Linked DNA regions of Gossypium hirsutum: region 2 is linked to region 1. The links are chromatin contacts, called in public Hi-C maps. All regions are on one chromosome and are shown on one strand. Each heading gives the region's core, a stretch centred on a gene start, on an enhancer-like site or on the middle of the called end of the contact. The rest is flanking DNA. Distances are from core to core; before and after follow the strand shown.

Region 1 (6,571 bases), core at 3,405-5,904:
ACTCCCCACATAGTGATTTTTGTAAAAAAAAAGCATGTCATAGCATAAGTTAATATTGCTTGAAGTACTGATTTTATGAAAACCTCTTTTCCCCCTTGAGATAGAAATCATGTACTCCAATTTTCGATCCTCTGCTTAATCCTATCCTTGAGGTTCTGAAAAGATTCATTCTTTCGCCTTCCTACCATATTAGGAAGTCCTAGATATTTCTCCATATTTGTCGAGTGCCTTATTCCCATTTCAGTCGAAATGTCTTCTTTGTCCCCTTCCACTGTATTAGAGCTAAAGAAAATCGTGGATTTATTAAAATTCACTCATTGACCAGAGCAAATCTCACATTCCCTCAAAATATCTTATAAAATCTTTGTTCTACTCTTTGTAGCTTCGCTAAACAAAATACAATCATCTGCAAATAGTAAATGTGAAATTGTCGGGCCCTTTCTACTAGCCTTAACTCCTTTTATCAAACCCTCTTTTGTTACTATCTTGAGCAAGGACGAAAGTCCCTCACTACAAATCAAAAAAAGAAAATGACTAAGTGGGTCACCTTGTCGGAGTCCTCTAGTAGGTTTGAAAACATTGCCTCTCCTCCCATTGATGGTTACTACGTAAGAAACTATAGAAATACATCTCAAAATTAGTGACACCCATTCCTTTGCAAAACCCATACGAAGCATTACTTCCTTCAAGAATGCCCAATCAAATCTATCATAAGCTTTACTCATGTCTAGCTTCACTGCCATGAATCCTTTTTTCCCCGTTCGTTTTTGGCGTAGTGTATGTAGAATTTCATAGGCTATCAACACATTGTCGGATATTAGCCTTCTCGGAACGAACGCATTTTGAGCATTGTCAATACACCTTCCAATAAATTCCTGAAGACGATTAGCAATAGTTTTGGCTACAATTTTGTATATAACTGTGGATAAATTCCAGTATTTTTGAAAAAATAGTGCCAGAAAGCCATCATAGCCTGGTGCTTTAGTAGGCCCCATTCCTTTTATTGCAATAAAGATCTTTTCTGCCGTATATTTTACCAATAGGGTTGTATTGATGTCTAAAGAAATGCTATTGTTAATGCCCGTTAAAAGATGGGATAGATTCCCTACTCCATTAGACGAAAATAGATTCTGGAAGTACTTTGTAGCAGTCTCATTTATTTCTGGTTCCTCAAAAATTTCCTTTCCATCATTTGTGTCCAGCCTGTTTATTGTGTTGATTCGTTTCCGCATTGAGGCATATTTGTGGAAAAATGCTGTATTCTTATCCCCTAGCTAAAGCCAATTGGCCCGGGCTCTTTGTTCCCAATCCGTTTCATCTTTATCAATCTCCATATTCAGATGAATTCTCGTATCAATTATCTGTTCCATTATATCATCATCTCTTTCTTTCTCCATTAAATTTTCTAGCTCTTTTGTGAGCTTGTTCATCAACCCCTTTCGTACATTCTTTATTGATTTTGCCAATCTTGACAGACTGATCTGTAGTCTTTCAATCTTTTCAAAAATATATCTATTTAAGGACTCCTATGATTTCTTAATCTCCTCTTCAATCGACTCCCCTGTGGTCCACCATGTTTCAAATTTAAATATTGGGTTTCCCTTGAAACTGTTTTCATTAGTTGTGCTGATAAAAAGGGGGCAATGATCTGAAATTGAAGACATTAAATGATGTATATTGCCTCTTGGAAAAAGTTTCATCCATTTTTCATTTGCAACACCCCTATCCAGTCTTTCTCTAATATTCGTTTTCAGTAGATTCCCTCTCTCCCATGTATACCATGCTCCCGTATAGCCCACATCTATAAGTTGGCATTCTTTTAAGATTCACAGAATGCTGCCATCCTTTTCTCCTCCCTTGGCTGGCCTCCCCTTTTTTCGAAAGAGTACATTATTTCATTAAAATCTCCACTCACTAGCCAAAGGGTGATCTTGTTCCTGGCCTAAAATTCTTAGTAAATTCCATGAGGCATTTTTATTGTGTATATAAGGTGACCCATAAGACCCTGTGAATCTCCATTCTTTACTAACACCTTCTTCTTTGATCAACACATCAATATGACTCGTTTAGAAAGTTTTTAGACTAACCTAAATCTCCTCTTTCCATGCTAGGCAGATCCCTCCTCGCGTACCTACTGCTCTTACATCAAACCCATTCATAAAACCACACCTCCTCCTAATTTTCTCCATACGTCTTTCATTAACTTTAGTCTCCGTGAAGAAGATCATTTGGGGGTTATTTTACTTCAGTAAAAACCAAAGCCTTCGCACTACCCGTGGACTCCCCAATCCACAGACATTCCAGCATATAATTTTCATGGCGTCTGGTCGGCTTGCCTTTTGGCAGCCGCTGATCTATTTTGGTTAGGGTTGTCTATCGACAAATTTGTTTCAGCCTCATTTATTAAATCCTGTCCACCATATCTCATCCTTTTTGCTGCATCTTCCCGAGTCTCTTCTGCACCGTAATCATCATATTCAATCTCTGCCAATTTCATTTTCTACAATTTACTTTCTGCTCCATAATATTTCATCAATCACGTTGGTTCAATTCTTTTCCAACTGGATTTCCTGACTAGTTTCAGTATAGCTTCGTCTGTTTTGCTTCTCTCAGTCTTTTTTTCATCGATTTCTCCTTCCTTTTGCATCTTTATCCCTGTTCCTGTTGCTGTCAACCAAGAATCCTCTTGTACTCCTTGAATCATATCGCTGCTTTTTCCACTATGTAAGTATGTTTCCTGGTTCTCCTTGATACTTCCTGTATACAAACATTGTGGTTGTAGTTTTTTTGATAGAGCATTAAACTTTAAACTCTCCCTTCCAACCAAATTTAATTCTGCTTTTAATGCCAAAGAGAAAGGTAGATTTTCTCTAATTCTATTTTTTCTGTAGGTTTTATTACTGTGCATTCTTGGAGACCATGCCCCAATCTTCCACAACCAAAATAGAATGTCGGTAATTTTTCATACTTGAAAGGGATCCAAACTCTATCCCATTGCCTATTGAGACAAATATACCCCTACGAAGGGGTTTCTGTACATTTAATTTAATTCTAAGGCGACAGAACTCACCATTAACTTCAGATTTGAGAACTCCTCCAAAAGTGACCCCTATAGCATGCAAGAGGTCTTTTTTATCAAATTCTGGTAAGCACGGCCCAATCTTGATCCAAAACTGGGATGAAACAAGCCTGATTTGATCTCTTTCCATCACTTTAGTCAATCGATCAAAGATAACTAAGTTTTTCCTGAACAACTATGGCTGACCTTCCATAACAGTTTCTAAATCTTCCTCCAATTCAAACACAATCAAAAAAAGGTTTTGCCCTACCGATTGGATCTCAAACTTTTTCTTTGCTTTCCAGATACTTTTCATCTGCGCCTTGAAGCTATCCGGATTGTAGGATTTCTTTGTCCAAATAGTGCAGATTAGAGTTGGTTTGTCATTTGGTTCCACCATCGAGCTTTTGACCGATAGCTGAATAAGTTCCTCTGCCAATAGGGAGACCTCGTTTCCCCCAAACCCGTCGTTGCCACCACTTTCCGTCATCCCAAGCCGCAACAACCATTGTTTTCGCTAGGATACCAGGGATAGCACTCTTGGCTACTAGGGTTCTAATACTCATTTGCATAATTTTAATTACCATTATGAGGTAAAGTTTGAAAAATATATTATGGATTAGTGTTTTACTTTACAACGATGAAAACAATTTCTTAATAGATAATTTTTTTTATTAATATAGACATATATCTAATGATTTTTAAATCATTTGACTTTATAATTAGAAAATTATTTTTTTTGGAAAATGTGTTGTAAATTTTATTTAAAATATTGTAAAGTAATTTAAAAAAAATTATAAACCTAATATAACATTATCTAAAAATTACGTATATGAAATATTAAGTGAAAAATGTATTTAAATAAGTGAAAAACATATTAAAAAAATTTTCACACGTTTATAGCACCATATGTTTGGAAATGTTTATATAAATTTATCACACAATTATGTAAATTAATAAATTATATAAAAAAGTATAACTATAATTTAATAAATTCATTATATTTTACTCATGTATTTAAAAATTAATTAAAAATAAGCTTAACATTTACTTGTTTTTAAAAAATTATTTACCTTTATCACTTAGTTAAATTTATATGAAAAAGTAATAAAACTTTAATTTCAAATATGAAATAATTTTTGTCAATTTTTTATATATGAATATTGAACTCCTAGATTGCTTTTATGAAAAAGATATTCATTTTTCAATTTCTTTAAATCTATAATTTACTTATTAATTTTATATTTTAACATATATGTATAAGTTTAATATCAGTGTTTATTAATTTTAATACTATTTAAAAAAATATTTTAATAACATGTGCGATTTTAATATATTATTTTTCAATTACTTAAAGTTTTAACTTATATTATTTGTGAATTCATTATATTTAAAAAGTATTAATGCGAATTAATTTAAAAAATTTAAATTATAAAATACAATAATGATATAAATAGTTTTATGTGTATTTCTTTTATTTCACAAGTCGCTTTTTCCCTTTTTTAAAATGTTTATTTTTTTAAATATTTTAATATATCTTATAATATAATTGTGAACTTATATAATCTAAAAACTTCACCTTAAATGTATGAAATTACAAAACGGCTTTATATTTGTTTGGTTGAAAGCAAACGGATTTATCAAGTAAACTACTTTAATTAGTGACAAATGTCTGCTACTCACTGGATTATCATCTCACATGTACTCTAAATCCTGATCCACCGAATCCCTCCTTTCCTTCCTAATCAACAAATTGTCTTTCTCATCAATTATTTAGATTATAGACTTTCACTTTGCATTTCACAAGACAATAATCTAAAACTCAACTTTACCAACCGTGTCCTTCGCCCCTTAGCTATATTTCAGGCAGAAACAAAACAAAACAAAACCAAATCAAGTGAAATAAACAAGACTTAGAAGTAGAATTAGAAGGGAAAATGGCTAGTGGAGGAGGGTATGGGGACCCAAGCCAGAAGATTGACTACGTTTTCAAAGTAGTCTTGATTGGTGACTCTGCCGTCGGTAAGTCTCAGATTCTTGCTCGGTTTTCCAGAAATGAGTTTAGTTTAGATTCCAAGGCCACCATTGGAGTTGAGTTTCAGACTAGAACTCTTGTTATTGAACACAAGAGTGTCAAGGCTCAGATCTGGGACACTGCTGGTCAAGAACGGTACTTTTTTTCTTACTTTTATTTCTACTACTACTACTACTAAGCTTTTTAACTTTTCATGAAGATTTGTTTATTTCTCCTTTTTCCTGAAAGCTTTTTGGGTTTTTCATTCTATATGCATCGTCTTCTTTTCTCTTGTTCTTTCATAGATCTGTAGTTTGTAGATAGAATTATAAGCTTTCAAAGAAAAGCTGTTTGAAAATGTAAAAGGATTTCAGAATCTTGGTACTGAGAGCTTGTTTGCTAGATTTACTGTTCACTGACAAGACATGGTTTAGTTAGTTAACATGATTGTGTTAGTTCGGAGGTGAAAATGCTTTCAATTTCGATCAGGATTGGATTGGATGTTTGATAGATAAATGGTATAGTTACTGTTGATCTTTATTTTTTCCTTTATTTTTAACTTATGATGATGATCTGGATAAAAAAAATTACATGGTGCTCAGTTGGATCTTAGTGCTCGATTTGATTGTGTCACTTGGAACAGTTTGGTAAAAAGCATCATAGTCTAGTAGATCCTTGATCTCACCGCATTTCTTACAAATCTTGGCGTAGAAGTTCAAATTTTAGCAATGGATAATGCAGATTTGGATATTTGCAGTTATCCAACTTGCTTTTTTGCTGTAAATTTGAATAATATTCAGATTCATACATTCTAATTACTGTCCACCCTGGATTTGGATTAGGAGTAGATGCAGATATTAATTTTTGATATCCATAGTTTGAGTCGGCTTCACTTTTGCGGATAATATCCAAATCCATTATCCATTTCTTTGAAAAATATTTTTATACTTACTAAATGCAGATATTTAGTGGATTCAGAAATATGATGGATAATTTAATTAATTGGGATTAAGATTTGTAAACTAATACTAGGATTTAATGCGTATAATAAACAGATTATGATTCAAATTTTACAGAAACCGTAGATATCTAATGTTCCATCTTAGGCATGCTATTTTGGTAAGCAGTGCAATGATTTCATCATTCATCTTGAATTTGAGCCATTTTGGTTGCAATCCCTTCGTGTTAAATAAGTGGTCAATCAACTGCCTGGATTTCTTTAGCTTTTAATCATTCAACCGGTAGGTAATTGTTAAAGCGGTTGAATCAAGACTCTTGAGAAGTAATGTTTAACAAGTTATATCTGGTTTTGGTACAGGTTACCCCATTGGTTCCATCTAGGGCACTTATTATTTGATTTTGGGGATTCTTTTTCGTTATAATGGTCCAGCCTGCATATAAGAACCTAGCCATTAACTAATACTTTTTACCTAATTCTCTTGCTTCTCTTATGTTGAACAGATACAGAGCTGTTACGAGTGCATACTATAGGGGTGCTG
Region 2 (6,046 bases), core at 284-2,783, 190 kb before region 1:
TAATGAAAAGAAGCAATTTCACACAAAGTTCAATGGAATTATGTCAACTTCTGTAGCATGATATAACATTAATTAGTAGAATATTTTAAAGTGATAATCACCTTTTTGACGTGTTATCTCTATATAAAATAATGTTTTAATTCTCTATTTAATTTTTTTGTCTCTTTTAATTTTTAAATTTATATTTTTTATTAAATCATCTTAAAATAGATGAAAAAGTTAATGTTTGTTAACTTTACTAACATGACATACATGTGGTTAACTTGTCAACATTTTATTTTTTTATTAAAATTTTAAAAATATATTTTTTATAATTTTATATTTTCTTAATAATTTTAATTATTTTTAATTTTAAAAAATAAATTTTATAATTCTTTTAAAATTTTTTAATTTCTAAAAGAGTAATTAAATGCTTACATGTTGTCAATGTGATAATCAATTCATGTTTATTCCACGTTAAGAAAATTAACAAATGTTAATTTTTTCAATTCATTTTAAAGTGATTTAACCTAAAAAATACAAATTAAAAGACTAAAGAAACAAAAAAGTAAATAGATTAAAATAACTTTTTTATAAAATTAGAAAGGCAAATAAATATTTATGACTATTTTTAAATCTCACACCAATATTGCTTGATATAAACAGCAACGTGGGGAGGGGCATTTCGGATCCTTTTAGTGTTCTTTCTCCAATTTTTTTTTGTACTTTTGGCATATTCATAGTTAAAAAATAATAAAAAAAGATTTGGCTTCTCCAAATATGACTCGATCATATTATATGTTTTAAGGCTTGAAAAGTGACCTACCCATCAACAATTCCCATTGGCTATGATCTAGCCATTCTGAAACATAAACTTGTTGTTTACTATTAATTTGTACTGGTAGTATCTTCAACCCGAAGTTGTCCAAAACTAGTCAAAGTGATGCACATGCCAATGCAAGAAACCCTTTTGGAAAATGAAAATAAAAAAGCGAAGCAAAGATGTAAAGATATATGACCTGCCAGTGTATCAAGAAGGGTTGACTTGCCACACCCTGAAGGTCCCATGATGGCTAACATCTTCCCTGGCTCAGCATACCCAGTGAGCCCTTGTAAGATCGCCCTGCTTCCCTTTCTCCCCTTAGAAACAGTCACCCAAAGATCAGCCCATGTCAAGAAAACGCCTTCACCTGGTTCTGTCTCAATCCTGAAAGACGGCGCTTCATTGTAGGAACCGACTCGTCCAGAAACCATGCTTTCTATCTCCAAGTTGTCATTCTCTGCTGCTTCAGGCTGATGGTTTTGAGAAGAATGTTCGGGGCTTGACCCCGGTGTCCATGTTGGGACGATGACCGAGGAATCCATTCTGAATAGTGAACTAAGTTAATGAATCAGAAGATATTGAGTGAAGCAACAGCCGATCCGATTATTTTATAGTGATGGTGATGCGTTTATATCTTTATATCGTACACGTGAAGATGCAAGACTTTCCTACTGAGGAACATATATTCAAAAAGTATTATATCTTTATAAGGTGGTATTGCAGCACTGCTATTAGCAGACAATTGTAGAATTGGTGACTTTAGTTTAAAGGTAAACAGGGATCCTATCGAGAAACACATTTTAATTACTTTTAGTTAATAGAAGATTTTGTAAGTTTTGCAAGTTTGAAACGTTAAGCATATTATACCGGTGCGGTGAATTAGTAAGTTGGTCAACTCTGATTTTTAAAACCACATAAATTAAATTGGTGAGTTGAAAAAAAGTTAACACGCGGATAACGTGGATAAAATCAACCCAAAGTTATTTCAACTCCTGCGTTGGTTCCGGTTATAATGTGTGGTGGGTAATGGCAACGGCGGGGATATTTTTTAATATAATTACATATATTTCAGTCCGATTTATGATAGGAGTATATATTAGATAATATCAACAACACATATATAATAAAAATAATTATATATTATTATTTATTATTATAAAAAAATAATCTAAACTAAAAGTGATCTAATTTGATAGGCTAGTTATAATGCCCCGAAAGTTACTACAGTAAGGAAGTGAAATATTATCCTTCATATAATAAAATAAGGAAATAAAGTGACAAAAAAGGAAATTTTGAGTTATGCAAGCAAAATCTGTTTGGGAAGTATATTATGATATATTAATTCAAGAAATGACTAAATCGCAAAAGTGAGAAAAGTTTTGTTGCCTAAGAGTAAATACTCAATATTTGAGGGGTTAAAGTGTAAATATGAAAAAATTTGAAGGACCAATAGTACAAATATTAAGGGTGGAAGGATCTAGAAACTAAGGAAAATGGATGAATTAGGACCAAATTAAATAAGTGGAAAAAGTATAAGGGGTTAAATCATAATTTTACTAAAATGAGTGATAAGTCAATGGAGGAATTTTGAAGGATCATAAGGGGCAAAATGATCATTTAGCAAGGAAGATGATTTTGAAAAATAATAATGACGTTCGTGATATTTTAGATTAAATAAATAAATAAATATTAGTTTATTAATATTTAATTTTACATTTATTTATATTTTATTAATTCTTTTTTAGTATATAAGGAAAGAAAGATGAAGAATTCTCTTCATCTTTCCATGTTCTCAACGTGAGAAGAAGAAGAAAGAAAGAAAAATTTCTTTTCTTTACAATTTGGTTATTTCACCAAAAATTTACCATTTTCACTTAGAAATTAAAAGAATTTCCATAACTAGCAAGAGAGAAAGATAATAAGGAAACTATGGGAGCTAGAATATCAAGTTAGATTCAAGAAATAAAAGTTGGAGAAGAGAGAAAGTTAAGTTAAAGTTTGGTTTCAAGAGAATAACGTATGGATGTTAAGGTTTTATTTTATTTTTAAGTTTAGTAGTGATAGAAAAGCATAAAAATGAGCTGTATTGAATGCCATGAATATTCAACTAGTATGAGTTTGCATTAGAAATGGTTAATTTGCATGTTTTAGGCTCAGGGACTAAATTGAATTAAAGTAAAATTTAGGGGTAATTTTGTAAAAATGTCAAAAATGATCAAATTGCATGAAATGAATTGTTTTATTGTCTAAATTAATATATTGAAAGAAATTATTAATTTATATCAAGTGGGTTTAGAGCTTTAATTTTGTTGTATGATGACTATATAAAGTGATTTTGTTAAATATTGATTTTATGATCAAATTGTGAAAAGGTTAAAAATATTAGGGTTTTGTATTAAATTTTTTATTTTATTAAGGGTTGTATGATAGCCTAGAATATTTGGAAAAAATTATTAATTGAGAAAAATTGGTTGATTTGATTGATTAACTAGTTAAGGGACTAAATTGCAAAAGTTATAAAAGTTGGGATAATCATGTAATTCAAAAAATTGAAGGGTATAAATTGTGAAATGAATTGGAACTGAAATATATGATAATGAATGAGTAATTTTATATTTTAGATCAAGATCCCGTAGATACTCGTGAAAAAAGGAAAAATAGTGGAATATTCCCTGAACTCCTGCAATTATTACAATTCAATTCAGGTAAGTTCGTATGAACTGTATTCTATATAATTTTGGTTAAAATGAACGTTAATTGGTGATTGGTAATGTATATATGTTCTCTTGTTAGAATTGAATTGTTGTTAAAAAAATATTATTGAAATTAATACTCAGTTTGGATTGAATGCGAGATTTAAGTACATTCGTTATATGGCGCATGACGGCATTGGACGAAAATGACTGTAAATTACCCAAGTAAACCGGGGTTCAACATTTGTTTCGAGCTCTTGTGTTTTACTTTCTGTTTAACTCTTACGAGCTTATATTTAACTCTTATGAGTTTCCGTTCAGCTCCTATGAGTTTCTGTTCAACTCTTAAGAGTTTCTGTTCAGCTTACGAGCTTCTGTTAACGATGTACTCATATCTGTAAGTCGTTCTTCAAATGGTAAGATAACAGGAGTTGTTTTTGGATAATATATGTATATGAAGAAACAGTAAAAGAATGATATGTATCATGATATGATTATATATATATATCAATATCTTGATATGTTGATACATGGAAATTATTTAAGTTGTGATGAGTAATAAACTCAAGTGTGATATGTTGATAAAATAAGTTTATCAATGTTGGATTTATATGAAATATGTTCAAATGTTCTAACAAGTGTTGCTGATGCTTAGACAAGTGCCAAACTATTGGTTAAATGGTAATATGTTTATTTATATGATGCGTTGGAAGGGTAAGTGCACAAATTAAAATATACTTGTGCTCATGAAAGAGTGGTAAGCTTTAAGTTATGTAATTTCTTATGAATTGGCTTATTATGTTATTAATTTGAAAAGGGCTATGTTCAAATGCACTTGCTTGTGATTATGGTGGTATGATATGTTTATGACTGGTGTGTTATGCATATAGAATGAGTGTGGATAGTAAAGAAATTCAAATGAAAATTTAGAAATTTGGAAGAGTTAAAGTTGTTGAATATACTTCATGAATATTGTGGTATCAATATGGATTATTCTGGATATGTATAAATTCTTATTTAAAATGAATTGATATGATTAAAGTTTATACGAGCCTACTAAGCATTCATTGCTTACGTAGTTGTTTTCCTTTATTTTTCAGACTATCAGAAGCTCGATTAGGTTGGAAGCTTGTCAGAGATATATCACACTATCCATTGGTTCTATCGGTACTTTCGAATGTTTTGATTTTGGTCATAATGACATGTATAGGTATTTTGTTTAATGTTGGTCTATATGTAAATTGTTGAGAATAGCCTCTTATTATAGCTTGTGTTGAATGCCATGATATAGTTCGTAGAGGTGTGAATTATTGGGGCTAGTTTAGTAACAAATTGGATGAGAAATATGACCTGTAATATGGCCTATTTTCGTTTACATGGGCAGAGACACGGGCGTGTTTCTCAACCGTGTGTGACATACGGCCAGGTGACACGACTGCGTGTCCCCTGTATCTTAAATTTTCACAAAATAAAATGCTCACATGACCTAGCACACGGGCGGGTGGCTTGGCTTTGTGACCTAAGTCAGAGAGCTCCTAAGTTTGGACATGGGCTGGGACACAATTGTGTGCCCCTGTTTCGAATGCTTACACGGCCTGAGACACGGGCGTGTCTCTTGACCGTGTAAGCCACACGGCCTGGACATAAGGGCGCGTGTCCCCTGCACCTTTGAAAAATTTTAATAGTTTCCAAAAAAATTTCTAAGTACCCGGTTTAGTCCCGATTTGTTTCTAATGTGTATTTTGGGCCTCGAGGCCTCCTATAAGGGACATTATGCTTGATCTTGATTGGTTTCTGATATGAATGCTATATGATATGAAATGTCTGTTATTCGATCTGTAAATTCCAGTAGTACTCCGTAACTCTGTTCCGATGATGCATTCAGGTTAGAGGTATTACACTAATTAAGTTTCAATTATTAATTAAATAAACCATAGATCAAGTATATGTAGATAGTAATTAATTTCTAATTAATGATGAACTAATTAAAAATTAATGTTAATGTGCAAAAAAGTTATATATTACAATTATGGTTTTTAAATTACACATACATCACTTTTTAACATCTAATCATCAGAAAAGAAAGAGTCACTTCACTAAAATATTTGTGTGTTATTTTGAAAGGTTAAAACCATAATATTTCAATATATTAAGTTATTAATGGATTTAAAAATGCTTTCACATCTAATTTTACGTTTAATTTATTTTTAATGATTTGACATGATATATATTAGTTTACAATTCTAAATTTTATATATGATTTTTTCAATTCTTTCAAATGATATCTGAACCTTATCATATCAAATTATTGAAAATAAATTTTTATTTTTATTTTTAAATAATTATGCATCAAAGCTATGAAGGATTTGTTATTGGATTACTAGAAGAACTGAAAATATGATAATTGATATTAAATGATTAAATATAAAATTGATACTTGAATTTGTCTACTTCTTCTAAGTTGATAATTATTTTTTTCTTTAAATTCTTTAATTTTCATTCTATCCATAATTTTGGTCATTTTCAGTAATAGCATTAAATTTGGAGATGT

What was found. Hi-C and Micro-C count contacts between places; a contact is called where the count stands out from the background.
Region 2: a contact with region 1 is called in a Hi-C map of hypocotyl, with 1.7 times the contacts expected there. The contact joins the promoter of LOC107913456 here to the promoter of LOC107898775 in region 1. A contact is called at or near these places in 5 of 34 Hi-C or Micro-C datasets (hypocotyl and leaf).

Annotation. Positions count from the first base shown.
Region 1 is chrD11:33,935,882-33,942,452 of Gossypium_hirsutum_v2.1, reverse strand. LOC107898775 (ras-related protein Rab11A) reads left to right here and starts at 4,654. Exons shown (of 2, transcript XM_016824317.2): 1 at 4,654-5,228; 2 at 6,534-6,571. The coding sequence starts at 4,996.
Region 2 is chrD11:34,126,178-34,132,223 of Gossypium_hirsutum_v2.1, reverse strand. It overlaps LOC107913456 (ABC transporter G family member 1), which reads right to left and starts at 1,533. Exons shown (of 8, transcript XM_016842042.2): 1 at 999-1,533. The coding sequence starts at 1,344.